2 separate regions of the Mus musculus genome follow, and region 2 is linked to region 1. Evidence: chromatin contacts called from public HiChIP or PLAC-seq data. All regions are on one chromosome and are shown on one strand. The core of a region is the stretch at or near the end of the contact, and the rest is flanking DNA. Distances in the headings are between cores, read along the strand shown. Region 1 overlaps Nid1 (nidogen 1). Region 2 overlaps B3galnt2 (UDP-GalNAc:betaGlcNAc beta 1,3-galactosaminyltransferase, polypeptide 2).

Evidence for each region. HiChIP or PLAC-seq counts read pairs in DNA pulled down with a chosen protein or histone mark.
Region 2: an H3K27ac HiChIP or PLAC-seq map of embryonic stem cells shows a contact between it and region 1, with 4 times the contacts expected there. The contact joins two enhancer-like sites. A contact is called at or near these places in 2 of 115 datasets of contacts at active chromatin or transcription factors (bone marrow-derived macrophages and embryonic stem cells).

Annotation. Positions count from the first base shown.
Region 1 is chr13:13,473,093-13,479,598 of GRCm38.p6, reverse strand. It overlaps Nid1 (nidogen 1), which reads right to left. Exons shown (of 20, transcript NM_010917.2): 6 at 3,189-3,440; 7 at 1,261-1,461. Among named protein-coding and RNA genes, the nearest start is that of Nid1, 39 kb to the right of the region's middle. Within about 2 kb of position 2,383, at least 5 of the 459 cell types and tissues checked have an H3K27ac peak or open chromatin away from gene starts, as enhancers often do. A contact at or near this core is called in embryonic stem cells, where this site is marked.
Region 2 is chr13:13,964,812-13,971,317 of GRCm38.p6, reverse strand. B3galnt2 (UDP-GalNAc:betaGlcNAc beta 1,3-galactosaminyltransferase, polypeptide 2) reads right to left here. Exons shown (of 12, transcript NM_178640.3): 2 at 4,861-5,008; 3 at 451-551. It also overlaps the pseudogene Gm18856. Among named protein-coding and RNA genes, the nearest start is that of B3galnt2, 13 kb to the right of the region's middle. Within about 2 kb of position 2,342, at least 159 of the 459 cell types and tissues checked have an H3K27ac peak or open chromatin away from gene starts, as enhancers often do. A contact at or near this core is called in embryonic stem cells, where this site is marked.

The sequences.
Region 1 (6,506 bases), core at 1,134-3,633:
TCCTTCAAAGCCACTTAACGTAACCAGTAAACATTCATGATCGGATGTGATAATGAAGTACAATTGACTTAAGCGGAAATGACAGGCCAAAGATTACATACTGAGGTTCCTATGCTAAATACCAGAAGCCAGATGTGCTGGCTCAAACCTAATCCCAGCATGTGGGAGACAGAGGCAGGAGGTTGACTTTCAGTTGGAGACAAGTTTGGGCTACAGAGTTTTAAAGATAATCCTGACTTTCTAAATAATTTTGATGGGACTGTGTAAGAAAATGTTCTTTTTCTTAGGACAGAGGTGCTTGAAGCACTTAAGCAATGACCTATGAGGACAGTTAGGGAGAAGGAAGTGTGTATGTGCATAAGTGTACGTGTGTACGTATGTACATGTGTGTGTGTGTGTGTGTGTGTCTGTGTGTCTGTCTGTGTGTGTGTGTGTGTGTGTGTGTGTGTGTGTGTGTGCGCGCGCGCGCGCGCTATAATTCAGGTAGCGAGTGCTAGGAACTAGCCAAGCTGAGTAAGTAGCAGATAGAAGCTCTTGCACTCTTTTCAGCTCCAAACAGACGCCAGAAGGAAAATAAGTGTAAAGACTACAAATAAATACATTATAATAAAATCTTGAATTATATAATAGTGGCGACATATAATATTAATATAGATGGTAGACTCTAGGGGAAAATTGCAAAAATATATTTAAATCTTTGTATTCAGGCTTATTTTGTGGAGTTCTTTTATGTCATTTTGTTTCCTTTTTTAAGACATGGTCTCATGTAGCCCAGGCTAGCCTTAAACTCACTGTGTACCTGAGGATGATCATGAATTTCTAATCTTCCTGGCTCCCCTTCCCAAGTGCTGGAACTACGGGCATATGACACCCGACCTGCTTATGTAGTGCCAGGGACGGAACTCAGGGCTTCAAACATTCAATGTATGTAAGCAAGCCCTCGCCAACTGAGATAGTTCCTACTCCAGTTTCTGGGTGTTTTGGTTTTTGCTATGTAGCTCAGGCTGGCCTAGGTCAGCTTCCCAAGGGCAGGAATGGCTGATGTGTCCCAATACACCTTGTTTTCTTTTTTTATATTCAATTCTCTTCAAGCGTGTCTTCTGCAGTGCTTAGGGAGAAAGGGATTAAAATAAAGAATAGCCTTCTGTGTTTCCCTTTACAGATCCCAGGAGACTGCCCCAGGAACTCAAGGTCATCACAGTGGGTGGGCACAGGCAGCCTGGCAGCCGCCTGCCCTGGGACTCCAGGTCTGGGACTTACCTGAGCTGGAGTAGTGGTACAGTTCGGTGTAGGGCTCAATGTGCACCGAGGCTCCATAGGGGATCTGCGGCACGCGGCCCTCCAGCTCCGTGCTGATGGTCAGGTGTCCATGTTCATCAATACCGCTGAACTGCTGCTTCAGGACCAGCTTGCCTGGGTGCCCCAGGAAGGTCACCTCAGCTTGCCGGGTAAACTCGCCCCCTGGAAAGTAAAACAGGCCTGTCACCCTCCCATCGGGCAAGTACACCCTCCTGCTGGCCCTAGGTTCTTGAAGGGAGAGGCAAGCGAACAACTCATTGTGACCTGGCTTGTTAACTGAGCTAGACTTAGAGCTACAAATGTTGTGTGGTATCTCTCCATAATCTAGATTTAAATTCACATGTTCATCATTATGTATTTAAATACGTATTTATAGAACACATGGAAGTAGAAAGGAGAGCATGAGGAGGGAAGAAAAGAGCTAAAGGGATGTGGGAAGGGACACGTGGATACTTGTGACATGATGGGAGTGCTTTCGGGAAGGAAGAGCAGAGGGAGAAGGCAAATCTAGTGAGGAGGAGGAGGAGGCAGGGCTAGTGTGCCCAGCCCAGGACAATGGGTGAAGGTCCTGGGAATGCTGATGAGTTTTATCCAGCTTGACAAAAGCTAGTCACTGGAGAGGAAGGAGCCTTAGTTGAGAAAATGCCTCCATAAAATCGGGCTATAGACAAGCCTGTATGGTATTTTCTTAACTAATGATTAATGTGGGAGGAGACAGCCCATTGTGGATGGTGCCACCCCTGGGCAAGTGGTCCTGAGTTCTATAAAAAGGTAGGCTGAGCAACCCACGGAGAGCAAGCCAGTGAGCAGGACCTCTCCAATGGACTCCATATCAGCTTCTGCCTCTGGGTTCCTGCCCTGTTTGAGTTTCAGTCCTGACTTCCATGGTGCTGTGGAAATGTAAGCTAAATTAACCCTTTCCTCCCCCAAGCTGCTTTGGTCACTTAGCTTGCTTTTGGTCATGGTATTTCACCATAGCAATAGAAACCCTAAGGCAAAGACTCCTCCACCCTGGGCTCCACCCAGCATCTACTTGGAGTTGACCTTGGAAGAACAGGAAGAAGACACTGTAACCTCAAGTTGAGATCCCCTCAGTGATCCGCCCACACATTCACAAAAGACTCAGCCTTCCCTTACAGGGCATGGCCTCGGAGAGCCTCCAAAGGTTCCTGGTACTCAAGAGGATGGTGTTGATCAAGTTAGATTTACCAGCTAGAAGTGGCAGGCTCTTTTCCCTGGAGATATGAAGAGGTTAGGCCCCTTTCAGATGGATGAGATGCAGGAGTTGGTAACTCTTGTTCAACCTTGGAGGCCTTTCTATGTTTGTGTGCAGGTCTCTGCAAGTTTGTATGTGTGAGGGTGTATCTGTATGCTCAGGTTTGTGTGCATGACTGCATTTTGGACATAGGGGTGAAGGGACGTGTGCATGGTTGTGGGTGTGGGGCTATACCTATGTGTATGGGTATGTGTGGCAGCCAGAGGTCAGCCTTGGAGATTTTTCCTGTCTCTGCTTTCCTAAGGCTGGTATCATCAGTACATGCCATCATACCTGGCTCTCTCCGTGGCTTCCAGGAAATGGATACAGGTCCTTATGCTTGCAAGACAAGCACTTCAGCAGCTATGTTTCCTCCTCAGCACCAAACATGGGGGCTTCTAAATCCCCATCAAGAAACCATTCCTCCACCAAAATATAATTCTATATGGTCTCCTTTAATGAATATGCTATACATGAATTTCTCCTGGTCCTTATTTCTGAGGAAGAACTAGAGGGCCCCTGTCCACAAATGAAATGCTTCCAGGTGTCTGCAGACAGAGCTCCAAACCCATTCATTCTCAGATCTCTCCCATGACTATGTAGCCCATTTATTCTAATTGGGAATGTCAATTACCAGTGATGCTAAACCCATTCTTGAACCCATCCTGCTCCACTGCAAACATCCATCCGATGATGCCTCCAATGGGTGCCAGGGGGAGCAGAGAGTAGCCGACGGTTTCAGGGATGGTGCTGATGGCTGTGTAAGAGCGCCCGTGGTTCATCACCACATAGGAGTGCAGGTCAGTGTTCTCAAACACCACGGGGACCTGGCTGCTCCCCACGAAGATCCTTCCCTTCACCTTGCCATTGACCCGTTGTGGAGAGCCTGGGCCAGAAACAAAGGAACAAGGTGAAGATAGCTTTCCCCTACCTTCCAAAGAGGGGAATGTGTCTGTTCATTAGGAAAGCAAAGAGGTGGCATTGCTGTGGGAAATACTTGTGATTGTGTGCCATAAGCCTGGATATCCCAATGCCCCTGCCTCTGTTGCATGTGGCTACTAATGGGCAGAATGCTAGGTACCCACCACTGTGCACCAGGGGCCTCGGGATCCTAACACCTCTCGTCTCTCCCACATGACTGATAACAGACAGAATAAAAACCACACCCACAAATGTGCATCACAGACATTAAGAGTCCCAGCACTACATAAGCATAAGGACCCCAGCATATAAAGAGCCTGGTGTGGCAATGTACCCTTGTAAGTTCAGCACTAGGATGGAGAGGAAAGACGAGAGGACCCTTGGGGCTGGCTGATCAGCTTCACCAGCTGGTAAGCTTGAGGTTCAGTGAGAGACCCATCTCAAAAGAGTAAGTGGAGAGCAAGAGAGGAAAACACCTAATGTGGACCACTGGCATCCACATGTGTGCACATACAAACACTACACACACACAGAGGCATACACACAGCCATGCACACACAGCCACACACACACAGGCACACACACAGAGGCATACACACACAGGCACACATACACATGCACACACAGACACACACAAGCACACACACAGGCATGAGAATTATACTACAAAATAAGAAAAAAAAACTGAAGGAAGAAGTAAGTAAAAGGTCAAATTAAGGTCACCTTGCCTTGCTGAAGTCTGACACAGAATTACATTCTTTGCAGGTTTTTCCTTTCTCTTCTGGCACAGGAGATTGAGTTTGCCACCAAACTCCACCCCATTAGCCTCACATGATATATCATATTTATTTTTCTAGGTTGTGACTGATCAGAAGTATGGCCTCCATCCCCTCCTCCCAGACACATGTTCATATTCCTGGACGTTATCTATTCTCTGAGGAAAGCTGCTAAATGAGATCACTGACCAATCAGGACATATCTGACATGAAGTAACTCTGCACTTCCACTGTGTCATTACACTGGGGATCCTATGACCCCTTGCAGGTTAATGGGGGCGGGGGGGGGGGGGGAAATGCATTCCAAGAACATTACAGAAACAACAAAGGAAGCCAAGTTAAGAAAGGCAAATAAAGCGCTTCTGCCAGACTCTACGCTGGCCTTTCTCCCCCCTGGTTATTGGAGTCAGGGTCTCTCTCATTCAGTAGCCCTAGCTGGCCTGGAATTCAAACGTACAGCCATCCCCTGCCCCAGTCTCCCCAGTGTTAGGATTATAGGCATGAGGTACCTGTATAAAAATGCATGCCTACATTAAAAAAAAAAATTAAGTAGCAAAATCCAACAAATATTTCAACCCCAAAGCAATTACAGGGTGTGTACAAAATGTCAAGATGTGTAGCTGAGCAGTTTGTCACACCTGAGCTCAATGCCAGTTTGCTTAGCATTTTTAGCTCTGATATGGGAGAGAGGAGAGCTAAGTGGCCCGAGCACAGCGCCCCCAATGGAGGAGCTAGAGAAAGTATCCAAGGAGCTAAAGAGATCTGCAACCCTGTAGGTACAACATTATGAACTAACCAGTACCCCGGAGCTCTTGACTCTAGCTGCATATGTATCAAAAGATGGCCTAGTTGGCCATCACTGGAAAGAGAGGCCCATTGGACTTGCAAACCTTATACGCCCCAGTACAGGGGAATGCCAGGGCCAAAAATGGGAATGGGTGGGTAGGGAGGGTATGGGGGACTTTTGGGATAGAATTCTAAATGTAATTGAGGAAAATACGTAATAATAAAAAATATTAAAAAAAAAAAAAGAATATGCTTTGAGGTCGAGGAAATGGCCCCGGTGGTAGAGTGCTTGCCTGGGAAGCACAGGGTGCTAGACTCAATACCCAGTACCCAGGGATGAACGGAGGAGGGAGGGGAGGAGGAAGGGGGGGAGGGAGGGAGGGAGGGAGGGAGGGAGGGAGGGAGGGAGGGAGGGAGGGAATACACTTCCATGTGGAATTTGGAAGCTTTTCCTAGGGCAAAGGGTATAAAGGCCAAGCCTAGCACAAATACTTAAAAGCACCCCACCCCTGGGGTGACAAAATTTGGAAGGAAATAAAAACCAGTTTAATGTTAAAAACATGCTCCTAAATTAATATGACATCTAAACTGCCTGTTGGTTCATTGCTGAGGAGGGATGAAAATAAAACAAATCTTACTCTCCTTAATTATGACCCAGAAGGAAACAATTTTGTGTGTGTGTGTGGCAAATTAAAATAACTGATTTCAGGATAGCAAGGGTAAGGAGTCTGGAAACGGAACCTACTTCTCCAACTAGGTTTTAGTTAGTCAGATTTTACAAAGCAACTGAAGCCCCCACGTGAAGGTAGCTTGTGTCAAATGATGCAACTTGGTGGCATCTGAAGAGACAATGGCCAAATACAAGGTTCTGTCACTTTAATTCATTCTAATTTATAGCCCCAAAGGTCTCCAATGTCTGTGACAAAGACCCTTAGACTTACACAAAAGAGTCCTCTGACTGTGTGGGCATAGTGACTAGCCAGGCCTTTGGGGACAGAGGTCAAAGCTAACCTCAGCTATCACAGAACCCGCTTTGGGGCTGGATGCACGCTGAGTCCGACAAGCTAGCACTGAGGGCAACACCCTGTCATCTTCACCTCAAGCATGATGTAGTTTCGGGGACATGAGGAGAAGGTAGAGGCAATGGAAAACCTGAGCCTACTACAGACCCTGGTCTAAGCCAGATAGAGAGGGACAGAGCTGGGGGGAGGGGGAAGAAGGAAAAGGGAAGGAAGGAGAGAAAGGAGAGAGAGAGATCTACAAGCAATGCACTCAGAGCTAGAGACTCAAGCCAAGTGTGGGGTGCATAAGTGCAGCCCCTCATTCACTCTTCAGATGGAGAATCTCAAGTCTGAGGTCAGCACAGGCTACATAGCAAGATGGTGTCTCAAAAGCAAACAACGAACAGAGTGGACTCCAGAGACAAAGCTATGAGTGAAGGAAAATGGGGGAGGAAAAAAAAGAGTATA
Region 2 (6,506 bases), core at 1,093-3,592, 490 kb before region 1:
ATTGACTTGCCAGCACATCTGCTGGAAGCTACTTCTACAGAAGGCCAGCTGAAACAACTAGCCTGTGGGACTGAGCAACTACTAGATTCTTGGACTTCCCATTCACAGATGACCATGGGGGGAGCTGAACTACAGATGGTAAGTCATCATAACAAATTCCCTTACTATAGCGACTATCCATGAATGCTGTGACTTTAGAGAACCCTGACTAATAATACAGCGAGTAATCTAATTTTTCAGATGCACTGTCTTCCTGAAGAACAACCCTGAAAATCTGTGTCAGTAAATAATCTCAGAGATGCCCTAATAAGTCTAATAAGTCTGTCAGAAAGGCTGGAACATAAATTTTGATGACAAATATTTTGTTGATTAAAAATAGACTCTCCCATAAAATTTAGTACCTTTTACTTGACAACGAATTTAAGAATAGCAGCCTAGAGGACAACGCACCTGGATTGGTGATGTTGAGCAGTCGGCAGGAGTAAGGATCCTCCCTGTCTTCCACAGGCACTTCACAGCCACGGGCACCTATTATGAACTTCACAAGCACACTGAAAGATGGGTTGGCATTAAAGTCATTAATAGACCTCACGCTCATTTCAGACCTTTGAGGCCCTAGCATTTATGAAGGCTGATTTATAACTTTATTTTTCTGGCCTAACAAAAGGAGAGGGCATGAAACCCAAGGGCTGCTAACTACTGAGTGGCATTATATGAGCTCTCTTCTGTATACTAAAGCAGGTGTAAATGCTTGGCTTGGCTACCAGCAAATGCTCATGTTAGCTAACAGCAGATCACGGTAATATCAACTTCTCAGAAGCTGCATTTAGAATTTTCCTTTTCCCTCACTAGATTAATGTTTCTGTAGGAGGCGGTCTGTACCGTTCTCAAACCTTGTGTCACTGGTTGCCTTGTGATCTGTTACTCAGGTTACCTATTGCCTTCATCTCTCTTTGGTCTACTCATTCTTCTCTCTATCCTCTGGCAACACTTATTTATCCCTAAGGCTATAACTGGTCCAAGAATGATTCTTAAACTTGAACATCTAGTGTCAACACAACTTCCAAGTACTCAATCCTCAAGTTTTTTGGCATTGTCATCTAGATTACCCACAAGGAGCTGAGTTCTAAAGTGCTAGCTTAAGAGAACCAGTTGTCAAATTTTCAACAAATTTTGTAAATGGTTAAGTACAGTCTTTATTAATTTACAGAAACAACTAAATATATTTAAAACAAGGAAACACTAAGTTCTCCACTTCCTGGGTTTCTTACTAAGGTTATTTATACTTTTATCTACTGGATGGAATAGTCATGCTGTATCTCTTTACAATTCTGTGCCCAATTACTTCACATTAGTTGCTTGAAATTACATCATAGTAGTTGGCCTTTGTGAAAATATCTAAACCACAGAAATTGATAAACAATAAGGACTCGATTTCTTGTATCACTGTTTCTCTAGACTATGAGAAAATGTTATTAGTGCAGATTAAGCCTACATGTAATACATTTCCAGCCTTTACTTTCTGAACAGTACTAAAAAAATAGGAATAGGTTTTCTTTTTCTCTACCTGCCTCTGCCTCTGCCTCCCAAGTGCTGGGATTAAAGGCGTGTGCCACCACATCCGGCTGAATAGGTTTTCAATGTCCAAAAACTATTAGATGATCCAACAAAGAAGTCACTGACTTCACTGACTAAGAATAAATACTGACATATCTTAGCAGAAAAAAATTTGAACATTATTTTTATGTGTATGGGTATTTTGCCTGCATGAACATCTGGGTGCCACATGCAATGTAGTTCCCATGAAGTCAAAAGAAGGTAGTGGGTCCCCTGGGACTGGAATTACAAGACAGTTGTGAACTGCCATGAGGGCGCTTAGAACTGATCCTGGGTTCTCTAGCAGAGCAAGTAGAGCTCCCTCTTCAGACTTAAGTCTTATTCTTTAACCTAAAATATTTACTTCAGAGCTATATGGCTTTGGTGATTACACCCATAAATTTATTACAAATTTAATGTTCTGGAAAAATAGAAGCATTTTATGAAAATTAACTGACCAAATAGAATTTACTAATTTTACAGAGTACTACATGTTATTAACTATCAATTATGTGCTATAAGTCTTTATGTCAATAAAATTGTGATAAACCTAGGTACATAAGAATACACTTTTTTTTCAGGGAGCCATTCAATAAACATTTACAGAGTACACCATAGCCTGAGGGTGCCTGAGCTCAAGCACCCTCAGCTGAGCTTTTTTTTTCTTCTCGTCATACTTAGCACATTGCCTGAGGATTTCACAACTCTCAAGTCAGACACCTCCTGTTCCCTCTACAGATTCTGATGAGTCACTACGAAGTAGTCACACCCCTCAGAGTTCTTGTCTGAACAAGTCTGCTCCTACACACCTGCTTGCCATGAGCTATGCAGGAGACTGCTGACCTCTCACAGACACAGGCCTTTCCTCCTTTCCTTTCCCCACTTTTATTGTGTCCTCTTGTTTTCTGCCTTCCTAGGCTTTGCCTCTGCTCCAGCACTCACCTCCCAGAACCCCAGGTTACATGTGACTGATGTTCTCAAGCACTCCGGGTTATTTAAAAAGACTGATTTTATCATCTTCTGTCTGCCTGCCTGCACTGCCTATGAGTGTGCCCGCAAAGGCTAGAAAAGGGAGTTGATTTCTTGGAGCTGGAATTCCAGGAGGTTGCAAGGCACCAGATGAAGGTGTGGGAAATCAGACCTCAGGTTTCTCTGGAAGAGCAGCAAGTATTCTTAACTGCTGAACCAGCTCTCCAGGCTATTCCAGGCTATTTTACATATATCTCCATTGTACCCTATACTGTACTATCAACCTACCTATATGTACTAAACTTCAAGTCCCCTAGACTCCAGTTGCACCTTTGTGTTCTAGCACACACAGTGCACTACCTGCTTAGGATACATTAAAGTGATAAACTACAGCCTATTACAGAGGTTTGAAATCAAACACAGTCCTCATAATATAAATAACATGTTTGACTCCTTTGTTAAAACACAAGATACCAAAGAATTCCATAACCACAGAATGCACTGTTTTTACATGAATATGCTAACTAAATGATACTCGTCTTCTTTATTTATCTTAATAACCTTACTAAATTCATATAACTACTATGCCCTAGAAAGTTACTTTTGGTCTTGAATCTGTTTTTATATAGATTATCCATTATTTTCAGAAAACAAACCACAAGTTTATTTCATTTAAGTAACTGCTTCAAAGGCAAATGAATTTCTGGTATAAATTATACTCATTATTTTTAGTTCCAAGGCATTCACTCAATTGTTGTTAAATATCTATTTTATTCTTGGCCAAGTTAGGTTAGAGATCCTGGGGAATCTACCAGGAGATAAAATCAAAGAGCCCACCTCCTAGGGGAATGATGAGTGACTTATAGATGTACTACACATGCCAGCTGGTGATACATCTAATAATAAAGTCAAGCAGGGAAGCCAGGGATGGAGAAGTGGAGTGCTATCTAATCCCAGACTGTCAGCTAGAGAAGAATCTACCAGAGACTTGAAGGAATGCTACCATGGAGACATGTAGTGAAAGAGCGGTCAAAGCAAGAGCAAAGGCTCTGAAGCAGGAGCTCGTGTAGTGTACCGGAGGTAGGGGGAAAGGGGATAGGGAATGGGAAAGACGGTATCATATGTATTTCCCACAGCTGAAGACAGACTTTGTGTGTGTGTTTTGAAAACAGAAGGGTAGACTCCTTAGAGGGGGGGACTCATCATAGGAAGGATGAGATGGTGAGGATAAGTGTGAGCAAATACAATGAAAAATTAAAATGTTATAATATGAGGGAAACACAGTGAAGTGATTATATAGAAGAAAATGTAGACTGATTGAATGACTACAATAATTTGGAATTTTTATTATATTTATTTAGAGACAGGCATCATGTAGCCTAGCGTGGCCTCAAACTCACTATAAGCTGAGGAAGACCTTAAACTCCTGATAGGACTTTATTCTAAGATCAGAAAAGACAATGGATATAGGCAAGTGTGTGCATGAGTGAGGGAGTGATGAGTGAAATTATACTCATCACACACATACACACATCATGGAGGGTTATGAATAAAAAGTTAACAAAATTTGACTAATCTTAAGAGGATCATTCTGGTCTGGCAGCTATATGGAAAACCGAATATGGAATAATGGAATGTGTCTAATGGAAAAGCAAGCAATCCATATGGAGGATCTTCTGCAATAATCCAAACGACAGGTGAAGACAGTGTGGATACGGTAAAGGGTGTGAGAAGTCTGAATCCGAGTGTGACCTACAAGCTGCACAAACAAGATGTGAGTGGGTACATGGGAAGTGAAAGAAAGGAGACGCTAACACCATGATTTTGGTCTGAGTAGTTGCTGGCATGTTCTGGCTGGGAACGACAGCTCAAGCTCTGGAGATGGTTCTGAGGCCCGGATTCCTTGTTAGGTTATAAGATTTATTATTGCAATCATGTACTAAGGAAAGCTATCAGGAAGAGGAATGGAAGCTGCCACGAGGAAGATAGGAAATCTATAAATGTTCACTATTAGTGACAAGAAAATTCCCAACTGCAATTTACCTCAACAGCCAATCAAGAAAATGACAGTTTAATATAACCACAAGAGGATGTTCTCTGGAAGAGTCCCAGTATCTTTCCACCATAGACCTGTGCCTTTCCCTCTCACTGTAGCCTTAAGAGATTCTCATGCTGAGCAGGAACTGATAGCTTTCCTTAGTACATGACTGCAATAATAAATCTTAGTTAAAACTAAGGGGTTTTTGTTCTTTTTCAATTCTTGAACCAGGTTAGGGAATAATTCAGAAAACCCACCGTTGACTTAATGTAGGATGATGCAGCAAATTCTTCAGCCAGGTGTTCCTTATCACATTTCGAAGTTCGTGGTTATTTCGAGCTGATAACACACCAACTACCACATCATAGTGGCTAAATTTCCAGTGAGGAAATAAGGCTGATTGATCTATAAATAAGTAAGATAAATTTCAAGTCAGTCATGACATCTCAACTACAGTAAACTCAGCTTATTTCATAAAAAGTTTATTTCAAATAAAACACACTTATGCTTGTAAAATATACAGATAAATAGAAACAAAATTTTAAACTTTATTTGAAAAGTTAAAAACCCATAAACTCAGCATCCAGAAATATGTACAACTAACATTGGTATACAGGCTTTTGGTATCTCACATATATGCATCTATGCCAGCATAAGAAAGATTTTCAAGGTTGCTAAGGGTGGAGGGAGGGGGGGTTGGGAGTGGCAGGGGCAGGGGAGGAGGGGTAGGAAGCAAGAGAGAGAAGACAGGACCAGAGCAGGGCCCCAAGCCCCCCAGCCTGGTGGGGGACGCGCTTCTTCTAACACCCTGTGCCTCTGCAGCTCCAGCGAGCAGACCCGACGGCTAAGAGAAGATGGGGAGCCCTGAGGATGACCTGATTGGAATTCCATTCCCAGACCACAGCAGCGAGCTCCTGAGCTGCCTGAATGAGCAGCGTCGGCTGGGTCAGCTGTGCGACCTCACCATCAGGACGCAGGGTATTGAGTACCACACCCACAGGGCTGTGCTGGCTGCCTGTAGCCACTACTTCAAGAAGCTCTTTACGGAGGGTGGAGGGGGGACTGTGATGGGAACAGGAGGTGGTGGGGCGGCTTCTGGGGGAGCAGGGGCCAGTGTGTGTGAGCTGAACTTTGTAGGGCCTGAGGCCCTAGGTGCCCTGCTCGAGTTTGCTTACACAGCCATACTGACCACCAGCATCGCCAATATACCGGCTGTACTCCAAGCCGCTCGGCTACTGGAAATCCCGTGTGTCACTGCTGCTTGCATGGAGCTTCTACAAGGCAGTGGGCTGGAAGTCCCCAGCCCAGATGAGGATGACTGTGAGCGAGCCCGACAGTACCTGAAGGCTTTCCCCACTGCCACCACCACAGCCTCAACCTCAGGAGTGCCCAATGGTGAAGACAGCCTTCCACAGGTGCCCCTCCTACCACTGCCGCCGCCACCTAGCCCTGTGGCCCACCGCAGCCGCAAACCCCGGAAAGCTTTTCTTCAAACCAAAGGGGCCCGAGAAACCCATCCGGTCCCTGAGGCCCCCACAGTACTCACCCATCCCTTGACCTACAAAGAAGAGATGGTTGGTAGAGTGGGTAACAGTGGCGGCAGTGGGCTTGGAGGTAGCTACAAGCCTCCCACAGGTGCCGCCTCACCTGTTGATGGCCCCCTGAACTCTGAAGTCTTTGAAGGTGAGGAAGAAGAGGAGGAGATGGTATATCCCCCAGCCTTCCGGCTAGCACAAAGTAATGAGCCCTCACTATCACCACAGGAGCTGGGCTCCAATGAAGACCCCATCGATCCCAACCTGATGGCTTACCTAAGTTTGCTGCATCAGGACGCCCTGGCACCAGGCCCGGATGGCCAAAACAAGCTGGTGCGAAAACGCAATTCACAGATGCCCCAAGAGTG